Linked DNA regions of Sus scrofa: region 2 is linked to region 1. Evidence: chromatin contacts called from public Hi-C data. All regions are on one chromosome and are shown on one strand. Each heading gives the region's core, a stretch centred on a gene start, on an enhancer-like site or on the middle of the called end of the contact. The rest is flanking DNA. Distances are from core to core; before and after follow the strand shown. Region 1 holds the start of TMEM87A (transmembrane protein 87A). Region 2 holds the start of VPS39 (vam6/Vps39-like protein).

Region 1 (6,500 bases), core at 367-2,866:
GGAGCAGCCCAAGAAATGGCAAAAAGACAAAAAAATAAAACAACTACAGGCTATAATGAAAAAAAAAAAACCCACATTGACTTTCATGCATGAGACACAGTGAATACATCTGTAGTCAGTATGACCATGATTACGTAGGAAGCTATAACTGAATACTATTTCAAAATATTATGAAAACAAGCTCAGACAAACACACTTGGACATGGTTTATCATGGCAGTAATCAAATCCTTCACTGAGTCTTTGTCACTGTTTCTTTGGATCAAGTGTGCAAAGATTAGAGAAATTAGCATTCTTTCCAGCTTTGAAGAATATACTCTGGAATGCTTCAGGAAGAGGTGTATACAGCGGAATTTGGAAAGCAACATGCTTGAAATTCATGTGTTAAGAGTTCTGATAACAATTCTTCCAGTTTTGTTAACTATCTTGAAAATACTTCATGCGGGGCTATTAATATCACCTAATTCTCTGGAGAATTGAAAAGATATAAATTTAATGTACAAATACCAAACGTGCAAACAAGCGCAATCAAAGTCAATAAAATCTTCAAAGCCAGAATGTTGTTTCCAGGTTCTGCCTGCCTCCGTGGGCCCTGGAGTCAGTTCCTGCTGGACTACTGGGATTTTACCTGATTTCCTCTTTGCCAGCTGCTTCCATGGCTTCCCAGTCACTTCACCAGGCTCCCAGCTCTCAGGCAAAGGCCCCAGGCGGTCTCTTAGATTGTCTTTCTAAATAACCACCAGCGCTTTACCACCGTCAAGTTTCTGGGGCTCCAGGTTCTCAAGGAGTGACAAATTGACACCTGCTCCTGGGATTTCCACGCCCAAACTAGTCTTTCTACTAGTTTTTTGGGGGCAAAGTTTTCTTGGTTTTGAGTGGCTGGTCAGGAACTACCTTCATTAGGAACCGAAAAGGTTTCTGCAACAGAGGGGGCGTGAACTCAGACCCAGAGGATGAAAACCCTGAGACTGAGAACCAGGAAGTACCAAGACGGTCTGCGTGACTTGGGCGAAGCTTCTGCAGATCTTTCTCAGTGACGGTCACGCCAAAGATACTGAAAACTGACCCACTCTCTCCCGGTTTTAGCTGTGAGTAGGAAGTGCCGGCCGGGTGGCTGCTCTAAGTTGATGTGCGCCGGCCAACATCTACATCACAGACTTAAGGGCCAGAAGGGGTTTTTTAAAAGGAGTTATCTGTTACACCGTCCAGTTTAGGAATCGCTTATACTCCACCCCGGCTAAATTCCAGTTTTTGCTTAAATACCTCCGGAAACCTAGAACTCAATACTAGACTTTAAGTAGGCAGCCAGACTTACGGCTTTCCTAGACTCCTGGCCCCGGCATTTGACTCGGACTCAGAAGGAATGAGGGACAGGGGCCAACAGGAGGAGGAGAGAGCCAAACGCCCCACGGGGTTCTTGTCTGGTCCCCAAACCCTTAAGGTAGAGGAGTCGAGAGACTCGGCGATGGCTTTTGGCGATGAACCTAGCGCTCCAAGGTGACTAGGTTACAACAAGATGACGCCTGCGCAGTAGGTACAAAGCCTCACACCAGGCCGTGACGTATGCCTGAAGGAGGGGCTGCTGAGTCGCAAAACAAACACGCCCCCTGCGGTTTTGAGGACCCGGATGATCCCGCCCCCAGAGGGGAGCCGGAAGAGGGCGGGACGAACCGGAAGAAGGTGAAATACTTTGGGTAGGCACTCCATGGCTGTGAAGATGGCGTCGGCTGCGTGGCTTCAGGTGTTGCCTGTCATTCTTCTTCTTCTTCTGGGGGCTCCCACGTCCCCACTGTCACATTTCGGTGTAGGACCGGCATCCGTGGCAGCTGCCGACCGATCCAAGTGGCGCATACCGATATCGTTGGTGAGTGTTCACTTAAGGAGAAACTGAGCCTGGAAGAGTAAGGGGGTGGGGCTACGGCGGCCCATGGGGTCCAGGAAGGTTCCGCCAAAGTACGCTTCCAAAGGGGTGGGACTGCCGGGAGCGTTTGTGTCCTTGGTTAACGTGGACTCACCTACCTGGAGTGGAAAGCCGCACACTTCTGTGGGTAGATTAGCAGTAATGCCAGGGTCGTTTCCGAAACGGAGAGTGGTGATGGAGCGGTTCTTTATCAGCAGAGTCAGAGAACTTTCTTTGACTGGAGGCATGTAAACTTGATGTATATGTGGAAAGTGGTTTTTCTTTTCAGCTGAACTTTCGCAGAATCTTATGACTCCGGGTTGAATGAGAGGGATATGTAAATAGACATCTTTTTTTTTCTTCCTCTTCATTTTTTGGCTACTAGATGATTCTACTTGTGAAGCTGTTTGATTTCGTTTGGACTTTGAAATAGTTATTCTAAGCTTTGCCATGTGATTAGGAAGCCTAAGCATTTGAAATGTAGTCTAATTTGAGAGTGGACAAAACGGAAGAAACAGTATTCTAAAATTTATTGTGAGAAGTTAGTTTTTCTTCTGGACAAATTAACTAGATAGGTTGACCCTCGGCCCTTTTAAAACCTCCTTTGAGTAAGAGCTATAGTCCTGTGAGCTGATAAATCACAAGCTGGCAGGAAATGCCAGAAGTCATTAGTCTTATTAAAATCACAGTAGTCTTTTTTGTTCTGCTCTGCTCACTGGTTGTAATGCCCAAATCTTATTTGAGCTTTTGATATGGCAGGAATTATAGCTTTTGTTCAGTTGGTGAAGATCTTCAGGTTCTCGGTTTTAGGTACTGTTACTTGTATAATGGTTGATAGTTGAATTTGGCCATCTGCTCATAGAATAGTTTGTTTGAAGAAATGATTGGTTATTCTAGACAATGATCAGTGAGTAAAAGGAGTGAACCGATTAAAGAGTACCTTCCATGAAGATTTAAGTTATCTGAGGATTTGTAGGAGCCTTCCTTCCAGAGTCCTTGCTTCATGGCCTGTGGAAAAAAAATCATGTCTCCGCACCAAGCTTCAAAATCCTGCAGATTGGATATGGTTGAATTTTACTAAAAGGAAGGATATTTATGCATTTTTTGTATGTGTGTTAAGAAAACTAACTTGAACATTTTATAAATTTAGGTTTTTATACCAGTTGCATGCTGCTTTGGGGATTAAAGTGATTTGATGCTAATTATCCTTTCTCTTCTTTATCTTTGCAGGGGAAAAATTATTTTAGTTTTGGAAAGATCCTCTTCAAAAATACTACTATCTTCCTGAAATGTGAGTTTTTTGCATTTCATGAAGTTTTATTGAGTTTTTGAGTGGTCTTCAAACTTTTAAATTACCTGTTTTCTACCTCTGATGAGCAACATAAGTTCTGAAGTTTAATAGTCCAGCACTGTCTAAGAATAAACATATGTGGTATAACTAAGATCCTTTCACTGAATAATCTTCAGAATACTTAGTTGTGTGAACTTTATTTTCTTCTCTTGTTTTTCTGGTGTTTACAGTATATAGTTAGACAGATTGTGTTGGTTGATTGCCTGCATGGTGTTTTAATCTGTCCTGAGTCAGAGAAAGAACCACTGATTTTGCTTTTGTGTGCATGTTAGATGTTTACTGGACACATGATCTAGGTTTGCAGACCATTGGCTCTGAACAAATATGTTCAGTAAAGCTTTTGTTTGCAGAAGGAGTATTGTACTACTTGGATCTTTGGAAGAGGAAGCTCAAAGATAATAACCAGGAAATAGAGATTATGTAGAACAAAACAAGTCTGTCCAGTGGGAAAACCATGTATCTGAATCCAAAATACCCCATTGTGTATTAAAGGAAAGCTGTATTTTATTTCTGCAACTGGCTTTATTTTATTTTATTTATTTTTATTTATTTATTTATTTTTTTTTTTTGGTCTTTTTGTTGTTGTTGTTGTTGTTGCTATTTCTTGGGCCGCTCCCGCGGCATATGGAGGTTCCCAGGCTAGGGGTCCAATCGGAGCTGTAGTCTCCGGCCTACGCCAGAGCCACAGCAACGCGGGATCTGAGCCGCGTCTGCAACCTACACCACAGCTCACGGCAACGCCGGATCGTTAACCCACTGAGCAAGGGCAGGGACCGAACCCGCAACCTCATGGTTCCTAGTCGGATTCGTTAACCACTGCGCCACGACGGGAACTCCAAGGCTTTATTTTAGAGAATGAATGATGATAGGCAGCTTCATTTCAAGATCGGATCATCCATGTGTGCAGCTATGCATATTTCTTTCCATGAAAGTGCAAAGTTATGTCATTGTTGGGTACTTTTATTCTTTTAATCGTTTAGTAAATAGTTACAGAAAACCTACTATGTGCTAGACACTGTTTTAGATGGCAGGGCAGTGACAGGAAAAACCCTTTATCTCGTTGAGCTTGTGCTATGGGGATGAAGGGGGCAGGTAGAATTTCAATGAAGAATATACTTCGTCTATGGAAGTATGATCTCCTGACTAATGATTTAAGTTTGATTTAAATCAAATCTTACTCTTGACACACTGGGCTTTCTTGTGAAGTTGGCTTAGTAGATAAAGAGTAGCTTTGAGGGATAGCAGTATTTTTTATTTTGGAGTAGCCTGACAACCTCTTTGCTATTCTAGCCTTTTATTATGTAGTCTCCTCTTATCTGTATTTTGGCTAATGGTTTTTCTTTTTTTTTCTTTTTCTTTTTTTTTGTCTTTTTAGGGCCATACCCATGGCATATGGAGGTTCCCATGCTAGTGATTGAACTGGAGCTATAGCTGCTGGGCTACACCACAGCCACACCAACACAGGATCTGAGCCGCATCTGTGACCTACACCACAGCTCATGGCAACACTGGATCTTTAACCCGCTGAGGAATTGAACCCACATCCTCACAAATACTAGTCGGGTTTGTTAACCACTGAGCCACGAAAGGAACTCCAGCTACTGGTTTTCTAATGGTTGTTTCCCAAGCTGCATATTTTGCTTTTTTAGGGCCCCACCCGTGGCATATGGAGGTTCCCAGGCTAGGAGTCTAATCAGAGCTACAGCTGCTGGCCTATACCACAGCCACAGCAACAAGGGATCTGAGCTACGTCTAACCTACACCACAGCTCACAGCGATGCCGGATCCTCAACCCACTGAGCGAGGTCAGGAATTGAACCTGAAACCTCATGGTTGCTAGTCGGATTCATTTCCACTGTGCCACAACGGGAACTCCCAAGCTGCGTATTTTGAAGTGTCTACATTTCATTGTTTTTGGAGGATTTGTGGCTTCTTAAAATTTGCATTGTCTTTCACTATATTACTTCTCTGTGTTTTCTCATACTTAACCTTGTCTCTAATTTTATGCTTTTGTGGGCATGGAATACTATAGATTTCCATGAAATTGGCAGAACCCATTTTTAATGCCTCTTAAAGCCATTCATTTAAAGTTGTAAAGAATGTCTGTAATGTAAATAGTATTTTTGGAGGCACATTTCCCAGCAAATCTCCTGTTTAAGGCATTTTCTTACTCACTTTTATTTACTTAATCCCTCTTTGTATGGTTCTTACGGAGTAGTTCATAACAAGATTACAGTGTCCTTTTTATCATTTCCATAAATTCAACACATCAAATTCTTGTATATTTTACTTGAGCCTTATAAAATTATGCCATATAAAAATTAGTTTCAGAAAACAAAACAAAGGGGAAAATTATAATTTTAGATGTGCTTCTTTTGTTAAGAACCAAAAGTAGGTTCCTAGATGCAGTCATGCTTGTCTTTGTCACATTTGCACAAAGTAGATATTTCTAGTATGTTTTCCCTTCCTCACCTGGAATCACATATAAAAGGGAATATTGATTTCCCCCAGTTGAGACAACTAATCAGATTTACACTCCTAAGTCTTTAGACTAATGCTTTGGTCCACTAGAATATTGTGTTTTAAATTATGTTTAGTGAGTTATATGAGGCTTCTGTGATTTCATGAGGTCCCCTGAGATTGGTTTTGAGAATAATCTAATCTTTTATCTTGGCTTTTGCTATTCCTTTGTTCCCCAGCCAGGTTTGCTTTTTGTTTATTTTGTTTCAAGGTTAAAAACAGCTTAACTGCTATTTCTTTCTATGAACAGCAATTCTTACTTTTAACTGAAGAATATCCAGTTCTTTTTACATTTATTACTTCATTACTTTCCGTTTGGAGAAGGGATGGTCTTTTGAATGTCTTAGTTTAGCAGGAAATAAATAGGATGTGGATAATAGTTTAGGAAAAAATCCTTGTTTGGGAATAGTCTTATTCACAAAGCTTTTTTCTTTTATAGTTGATGGAGAACCTTGTGACGTATCTTTGAATATAACCTGGTATCTGAAAAGTGCTGACTGTTATAATGAGATATACAACTTCAAGGTATGGAACATAAAAATCACAGGCTTCTTTTTTTAGTGTTAAGAAATCATTGGGTCCCAAACTGGTGGAAGATTTAGTGTCATGTAGCTGTGGAGAAGAGCTGAAACTAGAATCTTGCTTCCCAATTTGCAGACATACTTGTACCATCAGTTCTCAAACTTTTTGGCCTCAGAACTGTGTTATATTCTTAAAAATTACTACAAAC
Region 2 (6,246 bases), core at 3,721-6,220, 46 kb after region 1:
ATGGTTTTCATCAATGAAATCATAGCCCCATTAATAACCTAACGTGATCTTCTTTGTAGTAAAGATCAAGATTTTTTTCAGTCAGCCTTTTTTTTCTCTTAAGAACTATGCATTCACTATGCCTTTAAAAGGGTTTTATAATTTATCTCAGTTTTAAGGAGCAGAGCTTACATGAAGCAGAACTCTAGGTAATAGACTCTTGAGAAGAAAGCCTTTAAGGATGTGAGATATTTTATATTTTGGTTATATGGTTTTTTAATTACATTATTTGACTTCTCTGTTAGCAGTCCCGTTTCATGATTATACTCCTTCAGAATGACAAAAGATTAAATTGTGACCTCTTTAAATCCTTACTTGAGATGTATTTTTTGGTGCATTTTAGTAACTTCTGGCATTAATATATTCTCAGCAGGAAGATGATTTAAAGTGGGTAGAAGAGAATGTTCCTTCATCTGTGACAGATGTGTAAGTATTTGAATCATTACCTTAATGACCATAGCCTTTTTCAAAGTCAGTGTTACTCTTATTATTTTAAATGAATGAACGGAAGAACATACTAATAGGAATGCTTGTAGTTAACTCTAGAAGTCAAAGATTAAATTCCTTGAAATAATTTTAAAAATATTAAAAAGACATTAAAAAATAATTAAAGACTAGGACTGATATACAAGTAAAAGTAATATATCTTATTCATTTAGATGACATTTCTGCTCTGAAAAATTTAGCTATAGATCTTCCTAAAATCAGATAATCCTTTTGAAATTTCCAAGTTCCTTCCCACTCCTGTAGGGTTTTTTTTTTTTTTTTGTATCTTTAGGACTGCTCCCATGGCATATGGAGGTCCAGGCTAGGGGTCGAATCAGAGCTATAGCCGCTGGCTTACACCAGAGGCACTGCAATGCTGAATCCAAGCCGCCTCTGACCTACACCACAGCTCATGGCAATGCCGAATCCTTAACCCACTGAGCAAGGCCAGGGATCGAACCAGCAACCTCAACGGATTTGTTTCTGCTGAGCCACAACGGAAACTCCTCCATGCCTTTAATTTTAATTAAACATTGGTCCTATTAAAGTCCATATAGTTCTAGTAAGTATGAGTCTTATTTTTTTGTATTTGCTTTTTCTTTTTCTGAAATGGAATGCAAATCTTAGATAATTATAAAAACTTTAAATGCACTCATTATTTTCTTGTCCTTTATGAACCATTTATGGCTATATTTTACATCATTCAGTTTGTTTTTGTCTCTGCAGAGCACTTCCAGCCCTTCTGGATTCAGATGAGGTTAGTAATCAAACTATTTGCAGTTTGATATCCAGTAGCCTAGAAATTTCCATTCATTTAAATCTTGCGTAGGGCCTGGACATCTTTGTGTTTCAGAATCTTCATAGATGGTTAAGAACCATTGCTGTAAATATTTAATGAACTTAAGTACTTACAGAAAATGTGTGAGATCATCTTTGTAAAAGATATTTGGAATGTAGACCATTTGAATTAATACACATAGAATAAACCTTCTTCCCCCGACCCCTGCCCCCCCAGGAACGAATGATCACGCACTTCGAAAGGTCCAAAATGGAGTAGGAATGGGAAGATTCGCAGTTGAAGATGGCTAGTGACTGGGAAGAGATCAGCTTCTGTGTCAGTCTCTGCACTGCTCCGTGGGATTAAAGGAGGCAATGACATCCTGATCTGTTCCTTGATCTTTGTGCATTGGAGCTGGCGAAAGGTCTTGCAACAAGGAGAGCATTCTATTGAAAACAAGTTCATAGGATGAGAAAAACTTACAAGTTTTTTATTTGCAGCATTGATGCCCCTTTCTCTTCCTTACCCTGACGTGGATGTTTATGCAACTTTTATATATGTTGTTCCTGAACCTCCTATAATGTTTAAATTGTTTAATCTGTCACACTAAAAAGTTTAACATCTCCTAAAGAACTACGACATCAATGCCATAATATGTAATATCCAGGAGCAACTGCCTGTAATTTTTATTTATTTAGGGAGTTAAATAGGTGATGGGGAAAATTGTTAATTATTTTTGCATTTCCTGGGAAGCCAAGGTTAAATCTTGCAGGCGTAGTTTTGAGAAAAAAAAAGAATCCTTTTGTGTTAAGGAGCCACGGTTCTATCAATGATTAAAAGAACAAAAAAAAAAAAAAAAAAGAGAGAGACTGTTACAGTATAATTAAGATCATTTGAAAAGCGAAATCAAGTGCAATTTTGTTTACAAATGGTGTATATTGAAGATTTTTCTATTTCAGATGTACTTTAGAGAGAAATATTAGCTTAACTCTTTTGACATCTGCTATTGTGACACATCCCATTGCTGGCAATGTGGTGCACACTCCAGAACTTTTAACTACTGTTTTGTAAGCCTCCAAGGACGGCATTGCGGGAGTTCTAGGCAGTGCTTTGTTTGCTTTCATGCCTTTCACTGGGTGTTGCACTAGATGCAGAGAGGCAGTCCATCTTAAGTGCATGTGAGTGAGCACCCTGCTAAAGGGATTACAGTGCTTCAGAAGCGGGAGCTAATATAAAAGAAACAGGTCCTTCTGGCTTAAACAATTTTTTCTGCATGAAATAGTGTGGAGGCCCTGGACTGCTGCTCATTGTTTAGGATCAACTGTTCTTGTATTGGTGTTGGTTCAGCGGTTGTTTATAAGAAACATCACAAGGTGATGGGATTCATTTGAAGCACTATATTTGTTTGAATGGTTTTGTCCAGTTTTGCCTTCCCAAGATTTTTGTTCTGCATAGAAAGTTCATACCACTTTTTAATATTAAAAAAATTTTAACAAAATTGATAGATTTTCTCACTTTTTTTCCTAAAGACCCTTCTTTCTCCCAAACTCTCTTGTAGAATTTCCCTTCCATGGTTTTTATTTTATTCATTTATTTATTTATTTGCTTTTTGGGGCCAAACCCATGGCATATGGAAGTTCCCAGGCTAGGGATCCAATTGCGGCTCTAGCCACTGGCCTACACCACAGCCACAGCAACACAAGATCCGAGCTGCGTCTGCAACCTATACCATAGCTCACAGCAATGCTGGATCCTTGACCCACTGAGTGAAGCCAGGGATTGAACCTGCTAGTCAGATTTGTTAACTCCTGAGTCACGATGGGAACTCCCCTTCCATGGTTTTCATAGTTGTCTTATTTTCTGTTCAAACCGGTGACCACACAACCACAATCTTCACTAACTCATACTATAGTGAAAGTGTTAACATTTATGTAACATTTCTCTATAACTGTTTGGTATGGTGATTAACAGCAACAACAACAAAAATCATCTAGGCAGTATATCTAAAGAACAATACGAAGAACTGACTCTAGTCTCAGGTTGACCCACTAGTAGAAGGTTGGTATTACTGCCAATTGCTTTTCTTTTCCCACGGTGAAACTTAGCAAGTGAGTAATAGTCATAATGCATCAAGATAGTTGGTCAATTTTTAGGCTGGCTAGATGTTGACTTGAGACTAGGTAAACAAAAATAAAAACCTATTGTGTTAAGCAGGAGTGTATAGTACAAATTCTATAGTCTGGGACCTGATAATTCTGCTTTCTTTTATGGCTTCTTGTGTTACTAGGATTGGCTACAGTGCATCAGTTCTTAGAATTGGTTCAGAAAGAATTTATAGCATCATATTGACCTGTTACTTTAAAGTTTACATTGCTATTTTGGTCTTGGTCCTTGGATCTGGAACTTCCAGCACAGCAAAGTATTAGGCTTTCTAGCACAGCAGCTGGTAATTCTAAGTTTTCAAGATGTTCAGTTTCTATAGTGAAAACCAGCCACAACACAAAGTTTTAACAGTTTTTATGTTTACTACCTGAAAATATTTGATTATCCGAAACAGCATTTGGTAAAGATGGGACAATATTCCTAATTTTCATATGAAGAAACTGACACTGTATAAAAATAAAGTGACCAAGGGTGTTTTTGTTTTGGGTTTTTTTGTTTTTACAGCTCCTATCATGGACTCACTCTTTTTCTTTTATATTTTGCTTTAAGCCAAATGCTTACGTTTATGACATAGCTGTTTTTTTGTGGGTAAACTGCCAGATGACAGATCATTCTTGCATTTGTTCTCAAACTTTAACCTTCATGGATTCACCTTGGGTACTTATTAAATAATAGGCTGCTGGACACCGCCTCCTCGCCCCTACTCCAGTTTTTGAGAATGAGACTGCCTTTCTAACAAGTTCGCAGTTGAAGCTGATGCTGCTGGTCTAGGGACCACACTTTTAGAACAATCTTTAAAATATATGGGTAAAGTACTTAAACTATTTGGGCTTATAAGGTAATATTAAAACTACCAATTACTGGGTGCTTAGAGTGTCAGGCATTGCTAATCGCTCAAAAGGCTAGGAGGTATGCAAACTACCATCATTTTGCAGAAAAGAAAACTAAGGTTTCTGGAGATTAAGTTTCTTTCTTTCTTTTTTTTTTTTTAAGGGCTGCAGTTGGAGCATATGAAAGTTACCAGCTAGGGGTTGAATTGGCGCTGTAGCTGCCAGCCTATCCCACAGCCACAGCAATGCCAGATCTCAGTAGCATTTGCAACCTACAGCCCAGCTCACCACAAGGCCAGATCCTTAACCTACTGAGCCAGTCCAGGGCTGGAACCTGCATCCTCATGGATCCTAGTTGGATTCATTCATCGCTGAGCCAAGAAGGGAACTCCCATGGAGATTAAGTTTCTTAAACATTACAGCTACTTAGCTAATTTCCTAAATGGCAGATCTCCCATCTAGGTCTGATAACCAAAGCCTGAATTTTTCACCATAGTATGCTGCCTTATACATTTCTAATATTAAGATCCTCTTTCCTCCTCGTTAAGTCCATGGCTAACTCAGGCTCCACAATGGAGAAGCTTGTTCCTGAGTGAAAAAGGACGCAGATACCAGGGCATTCCTCGAGTTTGCACCGGAAGCCGGGGAGGAAGGGGCGGGGCTTCAACTGCGGAAGGGGAGGGCTTCACTCTACAGGAAGTCCGGTGTTGATGATGGCTCTGTTGTCTACGGGCCAGTAACAGGGGTCCTGTCTCTTCTCTTGGCCTCGTTCCGACCCCGAACAGTGCGGGTGAGACCGCGGAGGCGATTTCGCTCGCCGCCATGCACGACGCCTTCGAGCCGGTTCCGATCCTAGAAAAACTGCCTCTGCAAATTGACTGTCTGGCTGCCTGGGGTGAGCCAAGGGGTCAGCGCCGGACCTTTCACGAGGCTAGGGAAGTGGACGGGCGACTGGCTGTGTGGACTCCGGTCTGACGCCGTCCGAGAGGGGCCTGGGTTAGGGGGAGGGCAAAGCACTGTTGACGAGGGTCGTGGAGCTATTTGGGTGGTCGCCGGGGATCCACGTATTTTAGGGACGTTCACATGCTCTTGCTCTCGGTATAGGGTTGGAGGTGGAGGTTTCCTTATTGATTGTACTCAGCTTTGGCTCATTTCGATCCCTAAGAAGTCTTTAATTGGGGAGGACAAAGCAGTGGGAAGTTCTCCGCCTGCCATGGGCTTGAACTTGTCCGGATTTTTGTGTTTTCCAGGTGAAAGACAACATTGTTTTGTGGTTTTTTTTTGGTTTTAGTGGCGGTTTTTTGCATTGAATAAGTTAACACGTATGCCTTTTTCCCCTAGTGATCACTCATCGCTTAGTTTACATTCCTGTAGCTAACTTACTACTCTCCACTCTTAATCTAACCAAGTGGTTGATTGCTTTAGTGTCAAAGTGCCCAGGTTATCCAACCCTTGTGGGTTCCAGGATGTCATGAAATCTAACCCACAAAAGCTTGCATGATCCTCTTGGAATTGGCCAGTGCAGAAAGCAGGGTCAGCATCTTTTCACTTGCAATGCTCCAGAATTTCAATTGATTTCTGAAATAAACCTTGACTCTTGACTATGAACTTTATGCTCCTATCTATGAGTGTTTGTGTCTGATAACCGAAGACCAAAGAGAAGGAACTTCCATCTTTCCTGTTAATGTATAGATAGATCCTAGAAATCAAGGGCCATAAAAAGGTGGCTCAGAATCCTTAAATCTTATGCTAAGCTAGGTACCTGTGGATGGGTCTGGTGGAATCTTGGTGGTAGCCGCATCCTATTCATTATCTATAGGCAGTGCCACCCAGTCAGAGTTCTCATATCCTCTTCAGTAAGGTGCTTTTACCACATTTTGCTAATATGTGCCCTCTTGCCTTTAGCAGCCCTGGGCCTCTTTTTTTTTTTTAATTTATTTTATTGAATAT

Evidence for each region. A called contact is a pair of places that touch in the nucleus more often than the background predicts.
Region 2: a contact with region 1 is called in a Hi-C map of skeletal muscle, with 4 times the contacts expected there. The contact joins the promoter of VPS39 here to the promoter of TMEM87A in region 1. A contact is called at or near these places in 4 of 47 Hi-C or Micro-C datasets (adipocytes, embryonic fibroblasts and skeletal muscle) and 1 of 2 datasets of contacts at active chromatin or transcription factors (alveolar macrophages).

Annotation. Positions count from the first base shown.
Region 1 is chr1:129,096,772-129,103,271 of Sscrofa11.1, forward strand. TMEM87A (transmembrane protein 87A) reads left to right here and starts at 1,617. Exons shown (of 20, transcript XM_005659710.3): 1 at 1,617-1,863; 2 at 3,130-3,190; 3 at 6,210-6,295. The coding sequence starts at 1,705. It overlaps GANC (neutral alpha-glucosidase C), which reads right to left and starts at 1,542. Exons shown (of 25, transcript XR_002345333.1): 1 at 628-1,542.
Region 2 is chr1:129,139,368-129,145,613 of Sscrofa11.1, forward strand. VPS39 (vam6/Vps39-like protein) reads left to right here and starts at 4,971. Exons shown (of 25, transcript XM_021097283.1): 1 at 4,971-5,191. It overlaps TMEM87A (transmembrane protein 87A), which reads left to right. Exons shown (of 20, transcript XM_005659710.3): 18 at 410-465; 19 at 1,252-1,282; 20 at 1,541-2,801. The coding sequence ends at 1,582.